Linked DNA regions of Mus musculus: region 2 is linked to region 1. The links are chromatin contacts, called in public Hi-C maps. All regions are on one chromosome and are shown on one strand. Each heading gives the region's core, a stretch centred on a gene start, on an enhancer-like site or on the middle of the called end of the contact. The rest is flanking DNA. Distances are from core to core; before and after follow the strand shown. Region 1 overlaps Agps (alkylglycerone phosphate synthase). Region 2 overlaps Pde11a (phosphodiesterase 11A).

Region 1 (4,448 bases), core at 1,005-3,504:
TAGGAAAAGCAAAATATTTAGCACTGTATAACCTGTATACATTACATAAAAATAGGTAAAAGTGACACATCAGTCCTATAAATCTAACATTATATAATAAGCACACATATTGTATGTATGTATAAAATTAGGTCTTCCTACAAATTTTGGAGTAAGAAGAGTTTTTTAGGCTTATTCATAAACTAAGATTAATTTAATAGCCAATCCAAATTAGAAATGCAACACAAGCAGTCTGTGTGAGGCCCCCACACCTTGAACACACTTCCTCTTGGTTATGAACTATAAGCCATACCCAAATTTTGCTGCGATGTCATACACTTGTTTTTCGTGCTGAAGAACCTTCTCACGGTCTCCCTCGAACAGTAATGTGGCTACACTTATTTGATTTGGATCAAATCCTTTAAACTACAAAATATAAAATAAAACTGTATTATTACAGTGAAGCCTTAGCCTCTGTAAAACAGTAAACAGAAATGCATTTTGCTCTTTTCTTCTTTATATGGCCTCAATTACAGCAGCCTGCTAAATAGTGAGCTTTGGGTCTTCACACATCCATTAACAGGAACGGCAGGCACTAACTGCACTAACTGCCGGAAGAACAGCTCATTGGTGAGCACTTGCCTGGCCTGCAGAAAGCCCCAGGTTTGATGCCCAGCACTATAGGAACACAAGAAACTACGGTGCACAAAATCATCACATTTCCAAATATACTCTGGGACTATAAATACTACTGATATAGTAATACAACAGGTAGCCTGCCAGAACTTTAACTGTAATTGAAAACACCAAACACAAATTACAAAACTCGTTAGTAGAGCCAAACAGCTGATTGGAGCTAACAACATCTATACAAACCAACCATGACATATTATATAACATTAACAGGAAAGACCTTGTATGTGCAAAGAACCAAACTAATTTTAAAGAAAAAAAAAAAAAAAAAAGGGCTGGAGAGATGGCTCAGTGGTTAAGAGCACTGACTGCTCTTCCAGAGGTCCTCAGTTCGATTCCTAGCAACCACATGGCTTACAACTATCTATAACGAGTTCTGATACCCTCTTCTCTGGTGTGTCTGAAGACAGCTACCGTGTACTCATAAATAAATCTTTAGAGAGAAAGAAAGGGGGGGAGGGAGGGAGAGGGAGAGAGAGAGAGAGAGAGAGAGAGAGAGAGATATGTAAATTCGCTATGGAAAAAAAAAGACAATACAGATGCTCCTGGATGCATGAATAATTTCAAATTTGCCAATACTTGTCCAAATTGATACACTAGAATATTCTGATTATAATAAAAATCCCAGCGGTCATTTAAAAAACACAAATCTCTAAAATTTTTTTAGAATAATGAACAAAACAGGTGATGGTGGTAACAAAGAAAATTCCAAATAATAAAAGAAAAAGAAAAAACAAGCTTGTATCTTTTTAACTTTTCAAAACCAAAACAGACACTATTTCAAAGCATTAGGAACTGTGTCAAAGTGGTGTCTTCTGGGGTAGTAGTGTATATAATAAGATGCCTTAGGCATCAATGAAAAAAGAAGCAGGCATTACTCACAGTCACTAGTGGTGACACAAGGGTCAGCAACAGGGAAGGAGGAGGTGAAGATCAATCTAGATCTTCATCTAGTAGCAAGTGCTCAAAATAAAATAAAAACAACACACACACAATAAACAAAAACAACAAAAACCAACCACAACAAAACTCTGTGTTAATTAAACCAGGTAAGGGATATGATATAGCTTAATGGCAGACCTCATACTTAGTATATGAGATTCTAAGTTTCATTTGCAGCACAAACAACACAAAACAAGAACATGATGGGGGTGGGAGAGTGAAATGTCCTCAGCATACTAGAAGAGAAAGTGTTTTCTCAGCTTAGAAGTGATCAGTCATAGGAAAATACATAAACTTGAATCCATGACATCAAAAAGAAAAAAAACTATTAAAAAGAGAGGTGCTTGATTGGAAAAACATTATTTACCAAATCCATGCAAAGGGCACCTGATAATTCCATTACTCAAAGGGTGTGTATCAAAACACAGTGAGAAACAAGTTACTGTCCCTAGCACAAGGACTACACTTACTAATTTACACAAAATTATACCATGAAAAGACAAAGATGGAGATTGGTTCAATCTCTTAGAGTTTCCAGAAGTATTGCCTAAATAAGTCCAATAGTAGCAAAGCCCCATGGCTACAACAACAAAATGACACACACTGTTGCCATGGCGATACACACTAGTAACCACTTTCAACTTCTCAGTTCTCAGAAATCAAAGGTTAAATGAGCAAATGAACCCACCCGCATTTCACTTCTCAGTACAACTGTAAAGAAAATTCAAAGTACAGAAAATGTGGTCAGCTCGAGACTGCTCAATGCAGGACTCTTTTCAGACTTGAGAAGCACAGACTAAGGCTTTTGAAACGGACTGCACAGTCCAGTTGCTAACTAACATACCAGCTCCAACATAAAACACAACACAGCATGGAAAAAAAGCCTTTGGGGAGGTATGTATGGCCAGAAGGCAAGAAGAAAACTCATGTCCTATACATGCACAATTTTAGATTTTTTTAGTCTTACCTTTGTAATATAAAACTTTTTTAATCCATCCAAAAATGATGTAAAAATAGAAGAGACCTGAGGTTTAAGAGCATGACCTAAGAAGGGAAAAGGTTACAGTTTAAATTAATAGCAGATTATGTGTCTTTGAGATGAAAAGATGGCTTTAATTTAGTACCCTAAGGGAAAGCGAGTTTTCACAGTTGTAAGTTACATGGATGTTTATTAAGATCTTTACCTCTACATTCTTTCAAACATGACAGTGTTTGCTTGTTTTCCAGTCAAATTACCACATGTAACTAATACTATGCATAATTTCAGTTATCTTTCAATGGTACTGTTTACACCCAGTAAAATCACCTCATTAATTTTTATTTTAAGAAAACCCAGTAGTGGCTGGTATTGCTATTATTATTTTTTAATTATACAGAAATCACACAGAACTAAAACCAAATATGGAATCCACGTAAGTTTAAAGTTATTTCTTAATTAATTCTTAACTCATCCAGAATTCTTAGCATAAAACTAGCAATTGCTTTCTTAATCACACTCAGGGAGTTAAAATTGCCAAAATAACACAAACGGCATTTCAGAGCCTGCTCAATTAACATCGCTGTTGCAGATTAAGCCTAATTGAATGAGAACCTTCTACTGTTTTCTCATCATTTCAAAGAGGAGAAACTTCTCAGCTCTGGGGCTGGTTCCAGTCAAGTCTCACATCTGGCCTTAGTGCTATGAGCCCAATTCAGAAAAACATGCCATCCTGTTTATGCAGAATTTAAAAAACAAAACAAAACAAAAAAACCTCTGAGTATTTAGCAAACCTAAAATCGTCTTCAAATAAAGTTTTTTTCTAGACTTTTTTTTTTTTTTTTTTTTCTTTTGGTTTTTCGAGACAGGGTTTCTCTGTGTCCTGGCTGTCCTGGAACTCACTCTATAGACCAGGCTGGCCTCAAACTCAGAAATCCACCTGTCTCTGCCTCCCGAGTGCTGGGATTAAAGGCGTGCACCACCACACCCGGCTTTTTTCTAGTCTTCTAAGGCTGAGGATTCTGAAGCATAAGCCTTCCTTTAAAAGGATGCAGATGGCAAACTAGCTGTTTCTAAACCAATCACTGCCAATCTTTTGTGCCAATTCATCTACATTTTAAGTGAAAAATTTAATATATAATACTTAATTGCTACATTTTTGCTAATTGTAGTGAGGAAACTAGGTTAGGCAAAGACTAAGTAAACTAGGTCTTATGCAGAGACCAAGAGACAGCCCTGACTGGCTGAGACAGTTAAAAAGAGGAGATGAACAAGGTAGCAAGCAAAGAAAATGAACAGGAGTGGACAGAGACCAACTCAGCAGTGTGTCTGAGCCCCTGAATCAAACGTTGATTTGTTTAGGAATTTTTTCTTTCCTGAAAGATTTTATAGATGTTTCTCCAGGATAATTATGCTTTTAAAAATAATTTTAGCACCTATAAACTTGGAAATAGCACATCATCAGAATGCTTCTTTTTTCTTTTTAAACAATTAGGACCCATTCTATATTAATAACAGAAATTAAACACATAAACGTACTACCTGGGGCTCAGGGCTGTATTCCCAGATATTCCAGGGGATGAGGCAGAAGAATTGAAAGTTTAAGGCCTACCTGAACTAAGATTGAGTTCAAGGCCAGGCTGGGCAACTTAAGATCCCACCTCAAAAAGTAAAAGGAGGGCTGAGATATCACTCAGGGGTAGAATGTTTGCATAGCAAGCCTGAAGCCTAGCTTTTATCACCAGTACCACTAAAGTACTGAGTATGTCTTTCTTACAAAAGACTTAAATTATGCTTTATACAAGTCTTCAAATCCATTTATCCTTTTACAATGCACTAAAACTCCAAATGTTACTAA
Region 2 (4,448 bases), core at 1,058-3,557, 210 kb before region 1:
TTCATGAAATGACTGTCTAATGCTTTCTGTTAGCATTTGATATAGCGTACTGTCTCCCCGGTGTGTTTCTGAAACCATGAACTGGCTGGGAAGGTCTTTGTGTGTCTGTTTCAGCTGAGAACAGATCTATTCAAAATCTGTAAAACGTTTGTGAATCCCAGGGCTGTGGGCTCTAAAGCAGCACATGAAACACCGAGTGAGCATAGAACCTCGGCCCTCAGGGCTGCCTGCAGTCTCAGGGCTACAGCTGTCCCTTGGCACCGTCTGTGCTGGAACACTATGCCGTAGGACAAGAGTGAGCATACGTGTGAATGGATCCAGACAGAACAGCTACTGGTTCATGTAAATTTTCTGGGCTTTGGGTTCCCTCATTTGTACAGCAAAGCCATTTCCAGCTATAAAAGGATGCCGCTTTATGAGCCTATAAAATTTATCCGTAGGAGTGAAGGGGAAATAAAACACAAAGGAAAATAAACGTTGACAAACCATCTTGAGGTCTTTATGATTCCGAACACTCAAAGGTTTGAATTGAAGATCAGCTTCAGAATCAAGGGTATTTGCTGGAAGGCCTGGCTCAGGTTGATTTAATTACATTTTACAATTAATTTTCAGAGCCTCTTGTGGCTATATTATATTTGAAGAGTAATAAGAAACGTAATGATTCATGAGGGGAAATGTTGCAATGTTTGGTAAGCCAAGACTTAAACTCATCAGTACAGAATCTATACCCTAGCTCTACCCATAAATGTTTAAATAGTAACTGTGTATTTAAAGCTAAGAAATAGCAGTGGCTATTAAAAACAAAGCAAACAAAAGCAGTACCCTTGCTCATGACCCTTAGTCTCTTAGTGAAGGCACTGGATGAGTGAAGCAACCAAGAGTTAACCACCAAGAAAGGCAGGAGTGGTACACACTATGGCAATCCCAGCACTCAGAAGGCACAGCCACGGGAAAACCAAGAGCTCTGGGCCAGCCTGGGCTACATAGTGAGACGCTGTCTGTAAAGGGGAAAAAAAATCAACCCAAAAAACAAACAATAAGATCTAGGAAGAAAAGTGTACCTGACTTTGATGGCTTCCCCCAGCCCTGGTTCCTTTTGATTCTAGAACAATCCGTATGCATTAATGGAATATGAAAGTGAAGTCTTGGAATTTTATGCTGAGACAATTTCTTTTGATTCAGATTTTATTCTTGGAAACTTAGCGGCATTTTGACAGCTTTGGAGGCAAACAAGCAATAGTGAAGATGTCTAGGGAGACTTTTTCTTTTTTGAGGACTATCTGTGGCGCTCGTTAGTGTGTGATGTTTTGTTATAAATTTCTCTCTGGATTCATGTTTGTACCATCCACATGGCTTCCTCCCCTGGGATTTCAGACTGTTTAGACATGTATGGAAATGGGAAGCAGGAAACATGGAGGCCCTGCCTCATTTGTAGATCTGGGGGAGAGGATCCATTATTCCGACACGTCGCCTATCTTCTTTAGTCCAGTTGCCTATCTTGCAATGTAGAAATCTCTCAACATCTGGAAATCTCAAAGAGAAAAGAAGGGTTCCACTTTATTATCCTGCCCTCTCCAGGCTGCCAAGGACCGTGTGAGAAAGATAACACCGGGAGAAGATTGCAAACATCACTTTAATGATAAAGTACTTGTCAGGAGATAAAGTCTTATGCTCAGGGCATGAGAACGTATGAACCAGATAAGATCTATGGGAAGTAAGATGTGGAGTGAGGGATGTATAACTTATTTTTATATATATTAGGGATATCATGAACAGTATGTGGCTTATTTGAAATTCGATTATTAAAATATAAATTTTTTAAAGTACACACTCACATACACACACTCATTGAAATACACCCCCAGTGTGTGTGTGTGTGTGTGTGTGTGTGTGTGTGTGTTTCTTTGTTCAGTTTAAAAGTATAGTCCTATGATTTAGAGTTTTAGCTCTGGCATGAGAGAAGGATCGCTCAGTAGTTTATTGTCTCCAAGAAGATAAGCAAATGCGAATCCTTGAGAACACAGGATCTGAGATGAAGCACTTTGGCCACTGGGTGCCATCCTTGCTCCACGTAAGAATTTCCAAAGCCATGTTTTTTTGTTTTTTGGGTTTTTTTTAGGGAAATAGTTAAAACCTCAAAGATGGATTTCCAAGTAATTTTGAGATATAATAACATTGGCGTGCGTGTACATGACCTGGAATATGTTAGTGACACCAACGTTGATTCATTCTACCCAGGCATGATCTGGAGGGCTAGAGAACAAATGTTCCCCTTAGCTTTAGCCTCATGAACAAAGCCAGCGCCTGGTCGGCATGCTTGATGTACCACAGCACGGCATCCTGGGAAGGCATGGAGGTCACACGGAGGGGCAGGGGTTGACGAGGTGGTGCCTTGTAAGAGTCTAGAGGTCAGAGGGTCAGATGCCCCATTAATTATCTTTATTGTTGTCTGTTTCCTTGGCACGAGTGCGGCTCTGTGCTTGAGCTAGTTCTCTGGCAGGCCCTAGGCCTTCAAGTGCATCTCTGCCAGGCCTGAGCCAGTGAACGATGTAGAAGTTTCTTTCCTTCCTCTCAGGCATGCTGAATGTTTGATGGAAGTAACTCTGGGGTGAACTTCGCTCCACGGGAAGTAATCCTTGAAGCTCACCACTTTAGCCCAAGCTCGGAATATTTAGACTCAAGAACTTAGCAGGCAGGCAGAATTTTGCCTACTTTGGGTTTGAGTCTTATAGATGGATAGATAGATAGATAGATAGATAGATAGATAGATAGATAGATAGATAGATAGATAGATAGATAGAAAAGACATAGACATAAATATAAATATATGGTCTCCTTCTCCTTCATATATTTGTATTACTATTATATTATATATACTATATAGCATATATAGGATTAAATCCAGCATTATGAGCAATTATAGCCACAGAGAACATTCTAAGACTGCTTTGTAATACAGGCTGGTATTTTCAGAGCTTTGGCCATTTGGTTGGAGGCAATAAACAATAAAGAATTTAATTAAAAAGTGATAAATCTGTTAGGTCTTAGTGTAACAAAAAGTTGAGACAGCATTGCAGAAGGGACCTAAGCTTATAGCAGCCAGCCTCGTAGTTGATCCTGGAGCAGTGGCTCTCAACCTTCCTAATGCTGCGACCCTTTGGTACAGTTCCTCAAGTCGTGGGGACCCCCAACCATTAAATTATTTTGTTGCTACTTCATAACTGTTATTTTTCTACTGTTACGAATCATCATGTAAATACCTGATATACAGGATATCTGATCTGTGAGCCCTGTGAAAGGGATGTTCAACCCCCAAAGAAGTAACCACTGCCCTAGAGGCCATACCCAGAGCAGCATTTACAGTACCTCTGAGGGCTAAGGATGATCAAATTCATACCCCTCGAATGGCTAGGGAGAACTTAAAACATCAAACATTCTCAACCTATCCAGGGATAAGAGTGTGGAGCCCAGCTATTTGGTTAGGCAGTGTCAGGCAGCCAGACTTTACAAATGCATTTCCTCTCCTTCCTAGAGAACAGCACGGTGCCAATCACTGCATCTTCCACATATTGCTCCTCTCGGAGAGTAACTCCGCTACAACCCAGCATTTCTGCTGATTCATATGCTTTTACAGATCTTGCTCTGTTGGGTGGTAGCAGCAAGGCTCTGAAGGAGCTATTGGTGGCTAAACTCCGCTGCTGTATTGGGCAAGTCCCGGAAGGACCACGCTGTCATTGAGGGGGGCGGGGAGGGGACTCGGTTTGTGCTGCTGAAGTCCTCTTCTCTCCCTGTGTATATTCAGTTCACTCCACGTGATAGTCCTTTAGAAACTGAGAACACCACCTGCCAGGTCTGCTTCTGGTATATCATTTAATTGTTACAAAACCCATATTACTCTTCCCCTTACTTTCCAGATGACAAACCTAAGACACATATAGAAATGCCCAACAAAATACTGGTTTAAAAGCTATGATCTGGGCAGACATGGCATGCTGGATTTATAGTGTTCTCTATCGGAATTGCACAGAACTCTTTGTTTCAGAAATGTCTGGCCTTGGCTTGGTCCTATCCTTGAGCTCTGATTATGAGCCCTGATAGAATCTTGGATTTTTTTTTTTTTTTTTTTGCTCCTTTGATAGATGAGTTCAGGTTTTAAGTGACTTGGGTGTGTGCATGCAAGTTTGTGTGTATATTTGTGTAAGTATGTATGTGTACATGTGGGTGCATGTGTGTATCTGTATGTGTGTGCATGTGCATGCATGAGAGCGTGCCTATCTTTGTTAGTTTTCACAGTCTACAAAGTCATCCAGCCCCACTGTTGCCACGGGTGGACCTCCTCAGCAGCCAGCATTACAGTGTCAACTTCAAGGGAAAGTTTTGTTGGATGATAATAATTTTTCCATCCAAAGCGCAAATCCCAAACAATTCTGGAGCTGATTAATCCCATT

What was found. A called contact is a pair of places that touch in the nucleus more often than the background predicts.
Region 2: a contact with region 1 is called in a Hi-C map of neural progenitor cells, with 4 times the contacts expected there. The contact joins two enhancer-like sites. A contact is called at or near these places in 2 of 15 datasets of contacts at CTCF or cohesin (pro-B cells and stem cell-derived epiblast-like cells), 30 of 484 Hi-C or Micro-C datasets (B cells, the G1E-ER4 cell line, LSK cells and 20 more), 3 of 115 datasets of contacts at active chromatin or transcription factors (acute myeloid leukemia, bone marrow-derived dendritic cells and embryonic stem cells) and 1 of 9 other capture datasets (adipose tissue).

The regions. Positions count from the first base shown.
Region 1 is chr2:75,890,002-75,894,449 of GRCm38.p6, reverse strand. Agps (alkylglycerone phosphate synthase) reads right to left here. Exons shown (of 20, transcript NM_172666.3): 13 at 2,582-2,658; 14 at 293-405. Among named protein-coding and RNA genes, the nearest start is that of Ttc30b, 46 kb to the left of the region's middle. Within about 2 kb of position 2,254, at least 39 of the 459 cell types and tissues checked have an H3K27ac peak or open chromatin away from gene starts, as enhancers often do.
Region 2 is chr2:76,100,015-76,104,462 of GRCm38.p6, reverse strand. All of the region lies in intron 10 of Pde11a (phosphodiesterase 11A), which reads left to right. Among named protein-coding and RNA genes, the nearest start is that of Gm52518, 66 kb to the right of the region's middle. Within about 2 kb of position 2,307, at least 10 of the 459 cell types and tissues checked have an H3K27ac peak or open chromatin away from gene starts, as enhancers often do.